Regions from separate parts of the Mus musculus genome. Here all the other regions are linked to region 2. A link is a contact called in public HiChIP or PLAC-seq data. All regions are on one chromosome and are shown on one strand. Each heading gives the region's core, a stretch centred on a gene start, on an enhancer-like site or on the middle of the called end of the contact. The rest is flanking DNA. Distances are from core to core; before and after follow the strand shown. Region 1 has its middle 23 kb from the start of Gm34924. Region 2 has its middle 16 kb from the start of Ccnl1. Region 3 overlaps Gm34576 (a long non-coding RNA gene). Region 4 has its middle 25 kb from the start of Mir8120.

Region 1 (2,798 bases), core at 237-2,736, 370 kb after region 2:
TTTTTTCCTTTAATAAAAATGTTATTATCTACTATCTATCTATCTATCTATCTATCTATCTATCTATCTATCTATCTATCTATTTATCTAAAGTATATGAGTGTTCTCTTGTGTATGTGCCACATGTGTGCCTGGTACCCATGAAAGTCAGAAGAAGGCATCAGATCCCCTGGAACTGGAGTTTCAGATAGTTGTGAGCCACCATGTGGGTGCTGGGAACCGGGTCCTCTATAAGGGTAGCCAGTGCTCTTAATTGCTCCAACCCAAGTTTTTTCTTTGATGACATTACTAACCAGATGGTCCATGCTGTCCATTTTTCCAGTAATGACCTTGATATGTTAATCAATATGTTTTAAGTTCTTTGGTTATTCCAACATCTATGTCATATCTAAAGCTGGCTTTGGTGGCTACTGAATATCTTCACAGTGTATCTTTCTTTTTCCTTTCTTTTTTCTTTTCTTTTAGTATAACCTGAAATCTCTGGCTAAACACCAGGTACCTGGTTGTACCTATAGTAGGTTCTGAGGTAAAACAAGCCTTTAATGAGCATGTCTACTAATCTGGCTTACAGCAGAACTTCACGTAGAGCTTGTATAAATTCCAAATGATTCAGATATTTTAGTGCCCTTGTTCCTAACTCCTCTCTTAGCCTTGGCTCTCTCTGCCCCTCAGACAGTGTCTGGCGCCTACATTTCTTTCCATTGTAACCCATTAAAGGGTTGTTGTGAAGTGATAGAGTATAGGGGAGGGGAAATCCTAGAGTTTTCTGACCCACCCTGAGATGTCGGTGGCCTGTATTCCAGGAGTTTGGCCTTCCAGGACATCTACTGATAACAGTGAGGGAAGGAGCTAGTGAATTTGCAGATGATCAGATAGAAATTTCCCAACCTGCAACACAAAAGAATAAAGAACTAAGAACTCCAGAACCTTTAAAAAGCTGCAGATGGTATCAAAATGGATAACACATACAGAACTGAAACACTGGAAGAAAAAGACAGAAAATTAGGATCACCTATTTGAAATTGCTATTTTCATAGTAAGTGAGGTGTTATCTATCAGACATGTAATTTTCAGCATAAAGTCAATGGTGGCTTTAAAAGGGAGAATTGCCTTATGTATGTTTCAATTTTATGTGCCTGGTTGTGGAGTGTCTCATTCCTTCAGTTAGGAGAAGCTTAAAAGATGCTGGGCAGTGAAAGAGTTAAAGGATTATTTCAAGTTAAGGATGAGTAATCTTTCCAGAGTGCGGGGCGTTGAGAGTAAAAGATACAGGAAACAGCAATAATATAAGAATAAAACCACCTCCAGAAAGCAGGCAGATGGCAAGGAGTATTTTTTACTATAAGATTTGTTTAATGCTGCACATTCCTCCATGCCCTCATTAAATGGATATATATTTATCCCAGAGAACACAGTATGACTGTTAATAGAACTATGACAGATAGTCTTATGTAGTATGAGTCACAGGAGTAGAAAATCATTCATTCACAAGGGTCTCATTCACTGAGAACCGAAACTTTCACAACGTGAGGTGTTTGTGGAATGACTGTGAGTACCACTAGGCCTCTTTTTTTTTTTTTTTTTTTTTTTTTTTGTAAATTGTCAGATTTTTTTTTTCCTAGCTGAGAATGTTCAGAAGTTGCCTATCAGTCATGTGCTGCTACATGACTCACCTGGCTTGAGTTACAACATCTGACCAGCACCACACTCAAGAAGCATTAAGTTCTTGAACATCTGTCATCACATCCAGAGGGTTTCAGGAACCCTTGAAGCTACTAATGCAGTGAACCTCAGCCTTCTGTTTAGCAAGTGGTAGCTTCCAAACAATTGATTAAGCCTCATTCCAAGCATGCTTTGACCTTGTTAACTTGGAACCTGCTTTCTTTCAACCGTATTTAGGAAGATGCTGTTCAGTGGATCTTTTCCAAACACCCAATAGAATGACTTCTTGCGTAGCAGTTTCAACCGCTGAGCATTAAAAGCTAGAGTCTACACAGAGCTCAGGATCTCACAACATCTTCCGTTTGCTTGCCGAAGGAACACAGCGGGGAAATTTCTATCTTAAGTAGCGAAGCTCACCATGCTTCTGGAATGAGACTCAAGCCCTAAAGTGTTCACAGCGTGGTGCAACCGAATGTTTTCTGTCTTCAGGAGATAAGCTGGAGAAGTTTTGTTTCCCTGGCTTTCAAAAACCTTTACTACAGAACATGATGAGGAGAAAAAGGCAAGCCAGACAATTCTATAAGAGGACTTCTTGGGCCAAAGCCCCCTTCAGACAGGAAACTGATGGCAAGTTTCTTCTGTTCTCTCACAAGGGAAGGAGACAGTGACAGCCAGAGTCACTGAAGTAATAACAAAGGGCAGAAGAAGAAATAAAGGTGAAGCCAAATCTTACTTTCTGTCCCAAAATAAGACCATACAATTCTTACCACCACCCACATCCATCCTTTAAATTCCCAAAGTTTGGTTTCCTTACCCAACCATGAAGAATCATGGTCTCTCCAAAGTGAAGAACAGAAAACCTACAACTCTCAGCATTTATATACATTGAGTCACATTATGGAGAGTCCAAATAGCATATGTAGACCTAGTTTTAGGTTTTAAAAACCTATTTTAAGTTGTTCTTCATTCCACATAAATGTTGGGGGCTACTTATCTTTTAATACCTTGTAATTTTAATTGGGTGGCAACCTTTGACCACCCTTGTAGTGATAAAAGATAGTGAATTGTCTTAAAATAAACAATAAAATAAACCCAAAACAAGCTTGCTAGTCTCAGCACCATGGGGTCAGGGACAC
Region 2 (2,811 bases), core at 299-2,798:
CAATTCCACATCTCCAAATCTAAACTGATCTTCCCAAGAGTCTGGAGCAAGTTCCTGACTGGTCGGTCTCAACAGGAACCAGTCAGTTCTCTCTATTCTAACACTAAAGGCGACCTGAAGTAAAATAATGTTAACCAATTAGGTTTGGGGGTTTTGTCTGCTTGTTTTTGTCAACTGTCAGAATTCCACTCCTGCCTTACAAGAACAGTCACTGTGAAATGTCTAATCGGTTTGCTCTTTCACGGGTCATCAGCACTCCATTCTTCATAAAACTAACTTATTCTGCCTCCGTCTATCAGAACACCCATTTTATAGATGAAATGTTGCCCAATTCTAGACTTATACACAAAACAACTATATGAAAATTCTTTGTCTTTTGACACCCTTATGAACATGTTTTCTTTAACCCTGCAATTTAGGTTTGTGGGGATTTAAAGGGCAGGATAAAAAGGACAGCTCAATCATCAGGAAAGCAGCCAAAGATCTGATAGTGTTGAAAACAAAACAAAGGAAGTGGCAATAGGGAGGGGAGTCGAGACAAAAGGGAATTTAGGAAGTGAACTAATAACAGTAGTAAAGAGAAAAAAGACAAAAGCAGGCAGAGCCTGGGTGGGGGTGGGGCACACTCAGACACCGCTTATTTAAAGGCGCCTTATTCAAGTTGGCCTGAAGGCGGTGGCTTTTGTTCACTTAAATTAGCCTTCTGGCCTTTTTAAGACAATTAACTATTCTCTAAAACTCAGCTGCTTTTCATGTCCAGCCTTTCAAGACGCAATACTTGGATAGGACAATCCAAAAGAAAATTAAAAATTACATTAATCTTTTCAAGCTAGGCTAAGGTGTCTTATCCCAGCCTTCTTACAGAAAGCCTCCACGCTCTCTCCAGTTTAGAGGGAAGGCATAAATACAGCTCAACGTTTCCAAATACATCTAATTGACCTATTTTCTTGTTGTTTCCTTTCAACGGAAGCCCCCAGCTTGGGAGGGGATTAATAATAGTTTCACACAAGAAATGGGTACATTTAAAGTTTGAAGAAACTCTAAAAACTGTTCAATTTAAGTGCTTGGAGGCCAAGGCACAGGAGAAGCAACTGGTCACTCAGCCCACCCCCGAGGCCCACGGCCAGACTGGATAAGGACTCGGCTATTGGCGTCACAGGAGGCTGGCGCTGCGGGGACCAGAAGAGGAGCAGCGTCAGCGCTCGCAGGGACAGAAGCCAGAGAGCGAGTTAGACACGCCCACAGGATGGGAGGAGGGCGCCGCGCGAGCGGGTGGGCGGGGCTAGATGACGGCTTCCGGTTTGTGCACTTCCGCTCCACCCGGTTCTCTCCCCCGCCCAGCGCGGCTCCCTGCTGGCTTTCCCAGAAACTGATCAGTGGACACTCCTCGGGGCTGGATGAGTCCCAACCCGAAACTTGTTAGTCCCAGCGTATGCTCTCTGGCGGAAAAGCCGCGGCTTTTCCTAGCTGGGGCAGGGGACACTAACGTCGCTTGTCTGCCGCTCTGCGGTACCACGTGGTCAGCGAGTTGGGTGGAGGTGGGGGGGAAGGAGTTGCCCTGCCTCCCCCAGTTCCCTGGGGCACAGTGCGGCTGTCCAGTCCTGATCTCTCCAGTGCCCTATTGAGTTGTGGTGACGAAGGTCTTACCAGGCTCCCGTAAACCTTGTTAATATCTTCGTAATGACCTGTTTACAAAATTCACTTGCCCCAGAACATTTACCAGCTTTCCTATCAAGAAGATAAAGAACATGTGATGTCATGGCCTTGGCATTTTGAATGTTCCCAAACGCTTTACTGGAGAGCAGAAACAGCTTTCTCTCCCACAGTCCACGTTGGGACTGAGTGTCCGCAAATCCCACACAACACACTAGAAAATAGCATGCTTTACCAATACTATAGGCTGACGTCTAGGTGTCGAGGTTTTAAGTTTAAAGCCGAGCCACGCTGACTACCTATAGTAAAATTGGCATTATAAACGAGTCACTACAGTACCTACAATTATATTTATTTATTTTTTTTTCTCTTTTCAAGACAGGGTGTTTCTATTTCTGGATGCTCTGGGGCTCTGTAGACCAGGGTGGCTGAAACTCAGAGATCTAGCATGCCTCTGTCTCCCAAGTGCTGGGATTTAAAGGCTTGAGCCATCACCACTCGACTGAAATCTTAAAATTTAGGTGTAAACTGTCCTTTTATCTAAATACAAAATAGTAATCCAGCCAGCACTCCACTGATCTCCGGGAACACTGTAACTAGAAACTTGGTTGCTTCTGAGAATCCAAAGATACACATGAAAACAGTGTGAACTACCAAAAGCAATTTTGTTCGTATTCCAATGTACTCATTTCTAAAGTAGCTGAAAAACTTAGGAATGTAAACACCTCTAAATTGTTTATTGACTGGTAGAAAAAAAAATCTTGTTTGTGATGGTTTGGAGGAGCAGTAGATGAGCAACATCTGTTTCTGAAGTATGTATGCCACTAGACAGAAACAAAATAGCCATCACCAATGCAGGACTTTTCTCTCCAGTGAGGTCAATGTTACAGTGTTTACAACTAAGTCCAACTAAAATTTCTTGCAAAGTACCCTCTGATGTGTTTTCAGGAAGTCTTTTCCTTTAGTTACAAAATGAGTATTGTTCAGTATGATGTCACAGTCCTTCCTAAGCTGCAATGTTAGCCTAGTTGCTGTCACAAAAAAGATTTTGGGGGGGGGGGGGGTGAGAATCAGGAAAAATATTTTAGAAACAGCCCATGTTACTACCCAAGTCAGTGACTGCCGTGTCAAAAGTAAATCTCTTATTTTGCAAAGTTA
Region 3 (2,755 bases), core at 89-2,588, 510 kb after region 2:
GAATAGAATCTCTCTGACCTGGGTGGAAACCTAGCACTCCAGTTGGGACAGGTAAATTAACAGGCCAAGGGGCCACCCCTAGGGAGGGAGGCTCACCTTAAGTCATGCAAAAGAAATTAATTATAATTAATCTTCTGATGAAATACTAAGAGACAGGCAGATTTCTGTGTTCGAGGCCAGTCTGGTCTACAGAGTGAGTTCCAGGACAGCCAGGGCTATACAGAGAAATCCTGTCTCGAAAAACCAACGGGGGGGGGGGGGGGGGGGGGGAAAAAGAAAAGAAAAAAGAGATATTATACCTTTTCTTCCCTTAATGAATTCCTGCCCTCACATAGATCCTATCGACCACCATGACTTGCTGTGAGCTTTGGTGGGTCTGTCCACCTTTTTGAGTGCAACTTTCCTGTTTCTTGATTGTTGTTGTTGTTGTTTGAATGTTGGTCAAAACCCAAGTACTTTTCTTGACACTTTAGGCTTCCTTCCTGTTTTTCTAAAGTCCCCGTCTCCACCATATGGCTGCCTGTTGCCAGGAGACAAGCTTCCATGTTGGTAACTCCGGTAGCATAGCTTCCCCCCTTCTCTTTTCCATTCTTTCTCCTTTTCCCTTCTGTTCTCCACTCTCTTCCTCTTAAGGAGTTTACAAGGTTTACAGCTTGCCTCCCTTGGGAGTTTTTCTTTTAGTACTAATAAAATTGACCTTGGGCGTCTGCTTGAGTTCATTCTTACATTCTTTTATCAATGAGATTAAGAAGCCTAAGAGGGGGAACCCCAGTTTTCCTGGTATCATTTGGACATCTAGTCATGGAAGAACTCCAAGATCTGTAACATAATCTCACTGTCTTAGTGGAGCCTGCCACGGGCGTTTTCTATAAGACCAAAACTTGTTCTTCCTTCTGTTCTCTCCAGGCACTGACCTTCTAACATGTTGTATAATTAAACTGTCTTCCCCCCCCTCCCCCAACCCCTCCCCCAACCCCTCCCCATTGTCACTGTTAGCTGCTAAGTAGATGCTTTCAAAAGCCACCTTTGCTCACAGGGACAGACTGCCTTATGGTTTGTTTTTAAAGGGCCTTTCTGTTGCTGTGATAAAAACATCACAACCAAAAGCAACTTGGGGAGGGAATAGTTTATTTTAGCTTACAGTTTATAATTCATCACTGAGGAAAGTCAGATTAGGAACCCAAGGCAGGAGCCTGGAGGCAGAAGCTGTAGCAGAGGACATGGAGGAATGCTGCTTACTGGTTTGCTCCCATGACTTGCTCAGTCTGCTTCCCTATATATCATAGTACCAGCTGCCCAGGGGAGCCACCACTCATAATGGGTTGGGCTCTCTCACATCAATCATTTATCAAGAAAATGCCCCACAGACCTGTCAACCTGCCAATTTGGAAGTATGTTCTCCATTGAGGTTTTATCTTGCCAGATGGTCCCAGCTTGTGTCAAGTTGTCCAAGTTAGCTTTTGTTTCAGGTCAGGGCCCTCCAGGGGAGGCAAAAGCAACTGGTGAGAACTGCTGAGTCATTTCACCCCACCACTTTTCGCTTACCTAGAGTGAAGCTTGGCTCTTTGTAACAGTAAACGTTCTGCCGTAGTTTGAACATACAGTGTATGAAGTATGACCTCAGCTGAACACGCTCCAGTGTGCTCCTCTCCCCTGGAATGAGGAATCTTTTCCTGTATGAGTCTGTTTGCCCAGACACACCACTGTGTCCCTGCTCCTACAACAAACCTTTCTTTGCACCCACTGAGATGCAAACTCATAGCGTTGGGTCACACCAGCTCTTCACCCCTAACTGTCCTGGCAAGAATAAGTTTTAATAAAAATTTACAGAAAGTATCAGTGAAAATTTATAAAAAGGATTAATTTATATTTTTTTGTGTCATTCTAATAGTAACTGGATATTTTAGTCCTTTCATTTGTTGGGTTCTTGGCCATTATCTGAAATTTAAAATTAATGTTAAAAAGCCATCATAATTATATGGGTAACATTTGCATGTATCAAACTCTTTTTTATGTTCACGTAGCAATTTCATCAAGGAGACTATTATGACTCCCATTTTCTAAATAAGAGAAACTACTTGAGACCTATTTCCCAGGCCACATAGGTAGGAAACAACAGAATGAAATTAAACCTAGCTATATTTGATTCCAAAGTCTGTGCTTTTTGCCTTTTTTGGTAACAAGTAATGCTCATATTTCAGTTTCTGGCATGTGAAAGGAAGTAGTGGAGAAAATTGTGTGGGTTTGAGATTAGCACACAGTTCTAGGGCATATTTGCTTCAGGACTCACAACTTTCTTCCCACCTCTGCACCTCCATTGAGACAAAGTTTCTCTATGTAGCCCTGGCTGGAACTCACTCTGTAGACCAGCTGGTCTTGAACTCAGAGATGTGCCTGGTTTTGCCTCCCAAGTGCTAGGACTAAAGGCATGTGCCACCAGTGTGCCTGGTCATATACAAATTTCTTAACTTCATTTATTTCATCTCTGAATTTGGAATCATAGTGCCAACGAAGGATGAATAAGGAGGCAGTGTTTAATATTTTGGCTTTAAACAATATGTTTGCTAAGGGCTGGGAAGAGATTAGGGGTTGAGAGCGTTTGCTGCTCTCTCTTCCCGAGGACCTGAATTTGATTTAAACATCCACACATGGTGGCTCACAACCATCTGAAAGTGCAGTTACAGAGGATATGATATCTGGCCCTTCAGACACTGGCCACACATGCGGTGCACAGAGAAACGGGCAGGCAAACTAT
Region 4 (2,700 bases), core at 146-2,645, 340 kb after region 2:
CTTTCTCTTTCTTTCTTTTTTCTTTCTTTTTTTTTCTTTCTTTCTTTCTTTCTTTCTTTCTTTCTTTCTTTTTTTTTTAAAGATATGCTTGATTCTGACTCCAGAGAATCGGGTTGAAGCTAGAAGTAGAATCAGTAGCCCAGTGGTAGAGCCCTTTGGGGGTCCCAGAGAGACATCCAGGAACTGTGTGTGAAACTGGACAGGATGCAGAGCAGCCTTTCCAATGCTCTTTGATAGCGTGGTCTGTCCAGACAGTTTCTGCCCTCAGGCTCTCTGCAGCCTCCTCCTCGTCCATCTGTAAAACACAGGAATGCACCTCAGAAACCTCTATTTTGTGTGTCTACCCCCAAGGGGCCGGAGGCTGCTTCAGTTCCACACCATAAAATTGCCAGATCCTTTGCTCTAGGTGTGGTTACGAGAGCAAGATGATTATAATCATTGGGCATAATTTGTGTCACCCTACACCCCAGCTTTCCTTACACTGGATTGTCAGTCTGCTTCAAGAAAGAGAAAAAAAGAAAAAAACAAGCAAGCAGAAGTAAAAAAGACGTTTATTGAAGTGGGATCATTCTGTTGGGTTATTTGTGCATCTTAATAAATCACCTGCAGAGCTGCCATTTTGGCAGCATGAGCTGATGTCCTGGTAACATCACCATTTCCTGGATCATCAAAGAATTTCCAGCGTGCCAAACCTGTTGTATTTGTCCCTACTTCCCTCCCAAGTTCATTAGCCTCGCCCACATCTTCTAACCTTTTGCATCTCCAAGGTGCACCATCTAGTACAGGCAGCCATAAGCCCTGGTAGCTACTGACCAGGAAGAGACAGGGGTCTGTCTTCTGCACTGATGTAAAATACACAGTCAGTAGAATTTTCTTTTTCTAGTAGTAGGAATCAAATGCAGGACTCGGTGCACGCAAACACTCCACCACTGAGCTGCATCCCCAGTCTTAAAAATACGTAGCATATTTCCAAAACATCATGTTGAAAACTCAACCCAAATGCACGCAGCTCAGTAATCCTTGATTATTGCTTGTGAATAAGCAAGCATGGTAATATTTGGGGTGTAACAAACTAAATAAAAGATATTAAGCTTGACTTTATCCTTTTGCTTTTTACAGTGTGGCTATCTGGAAGCTTAAGATCATAAATGTGCCTCGAGCTTGTTTACATTATATTTCTCTTCTATGGTGCTGGTCTAAATAGTTTGCATTCCTTTGCACAAGGAGTGTGGCTTGCTGAAGAAAAAAAAATCCGTGGGTAATATTGTCTACAGTTCTTTAATCTATGCACAGGAACACCAAATGGTTTCAAAGGTTCTATCAGGATTTATGCTTTAAAATCTTCTTTTCAAAGAATGACTGGATCCAAAGGGAAGCCAGTTGTGCTGGAATCCATCTGTTCAACCACAGCATTGATAATGGATGACGTGGAATGACTCAGAGCCACGGTAAAGGCAATGGCTCTTTTTTGTTTGTTGGGCTGGTTTTTTTTTTTTTTTTTTTTTTTTGGTTCTTTCCAGACAGGGTTTCTCTGTGTAGCCCTGGCTGTCCTGAAACTCACTTTGTAGACCAGGCTGGCCTCGAACTCAGAAATCTGCCTGCCTCTGGCTCCTGAGTGCTGGAATTAAAGGCCTACACCACCACTGCCTGGCTGGCAATGACTCTTTCTCTTCTCCATATCATTGTTCACTGGACCAAAATCGTATGTGTACTGTATTTAAGACTAGGAAACTTGAGACTACAAAACGTTTGTTTTGTTTGTTTGTTTGTTTTATGAGGTATTTTCTTCATTTACATTTAAAATGCTACCCCAAAAGTCTCCCATAACACCCCCCACTCCCCTACCCACGCACTCCCACTTCTTGGCCCTGGCGTTCCCCTGTACTGGGGCATATAAAGTATACAAGACCAAGGGGCCTCTCTTTCCAGTGATGGCCAACTAGGCCATCTTCTGCTACATATGCAGCTAGAGACACGAGCTCTGGGGGTACTAGTTAGTTCATATTGTTGTTCTACCTATAGGGTTGCAGACCCCTTCAGCTCCTTGAGTACTTTCTCTAGCTCCTCCAGTGGGGGCCCTGTGTTCCATCCAATAGCTGACTGTGAGCATCCACTTCTGTGTTTGCCAGGCACCGGCATAGCCCCACAAGAGACAGCTATATCAGGGTCTATTCAGCAAAATCTTGCTGGCATATGCAATGGTGTCTGCGTTTGGAGGCTGATTATGGGATGGATCCCCAGATATGGCAGTCTCTAGATGGTCCATCCTTTTGTCTCACCTCCAAACTTTGTCTCTGTAACTCCTTCCATGGGTGTTTTGTTCCCAATTCTAAGAAGGGGCAAAGTGTCCACACTTTGGTCTTCGCTCTTCTTGAGTTTCATGTGTTTTGCAAATTGTATCTTGGGTATTCTAAGTTTCTGGGTTAATATCCACTTATCAGTGAGTACATATCATGTGAGTTCTTTTGTGATTGGGTTACCTCACTCAGGATGATGCCCTCCAGGTCCATCCATTTGCCTAGGAATTTCATAAATTCATTCTTTTTAATAGCAGAGTAATACTCCATTGTGTAAATGTACCACATTTTCTGTATCCATTCCTCTGTTGAAGGACATCTGGGTCCTTTCCAGCTTCTGGCTATTATAAATAAGGCTGCTATGAACATAGTGGAGCATGTGTCCTTCTTACCAGTTGGAACA

What was found. HiChIP or PLAC-seq counts read pairs in DNA pulled down with a chosen protein or histone mark.
Region 1: a contact with region 2 is called in a FOXA1 HiChIP or PLAC-seq map of pancreatic cancer cells. The contact joins two enhancer-like sites. A contact is called at or near these places in 2 of 115 datasets of contacts at active chromatin or transcription factors (bone marrow-derived macrophages and pancreatic cancer cells).
Region 3: an H3K27ac HiChIP or PLAC-seq map of embryonic stem cells shows a contact between it and region 2, with 4 times the contacts expected there. The contact joins two enhancer-like sites. A contact is called at or near these places in 6 of 115 datasets of contacts at active chromatin or transcription factors (the NIH/3T3 cell line, astrocytes, bone marrow-derived macrophages and 1 more).
Region 4: a FOXA1 HiChIP or PLAC-seq map of pancreatic cancer cells shows a contact between it and region 2. The contact joins two enhancer-like sites. A contact is called at or near these places in 2 of 115 datasets of contacts at active chromatin or transcription factors (embryonic stem cells and pancreatic cancer cells).

Annotation. Positions count from the first base shown.
Region 1 is chr3:65,602,394-65,605,191 of GRCm38.p6, reverse strand. No RefSeq gene overlaps it. Among named protein-coding and RNA genes, the nearest start is that of Gm34924, 23 kb to the right of the region's middle. Within about 2 kb of position 1,486, at least 39 of the 459 cell types and tissues checked have an H3K27ac peak or open chromatin away from gene starts, as enhancers often do. A contact at or near this core is called in pancreatic cancer cells, where this site is marked.
Region 2 is chr3:65,973,303-65,976,113 of GRCm38.p6, reverse strand. No RefSeq gene overlaps it. Among named protein-coding and RNA genes, the nearest start is that of Ccnl1, 16 kb to the right of the region's middle. Within about 2 kb of position 1,548, at least 437 of the 459 cell types and tissues checked have an H3K27ac peak or open chromatin away from gene starts, as enhancers often do. A contact at or near this core is called in embryonic stem cells and pancreatic cancer cells, where this site is marked.
Region 3 is chr3:65,468,099-65,470,853 of GRCm38.p6, reverse strand. All of the region lies in intron 2 of Gm34576 (a long non-coding RNA gene), which reads right to left. Among named protein-coding and RNA genes, the nearest start is that of Gm34576, 20 kb to the right of the region's middle. Within about 2 kb of position 1,338, at least 24 of the 459 cell types and tissues checked have an H3K27ac peak or open chromatin away from gene starts, as enhancers often do. A contact at or near this core is called in embryonic stem cells, where this site is marked.
Region 4 is chr3:65,632,511-65,635,210 of GRCm38.p6, reverse strand. No RefSeq gene overlaps it. Among named protein-coding and RNA genes, the nearest start is that of Mir8120, 25 kb to the left of the region's middle. Within about 2 kb of position 1,395, at least 24 of the 459 cell types and tissues checked have an H3K27ac peak or open chromatin away from gene starts, as enhancers often do. A contact at or near this core is called in pancreatic cancer cells, where this site is marked.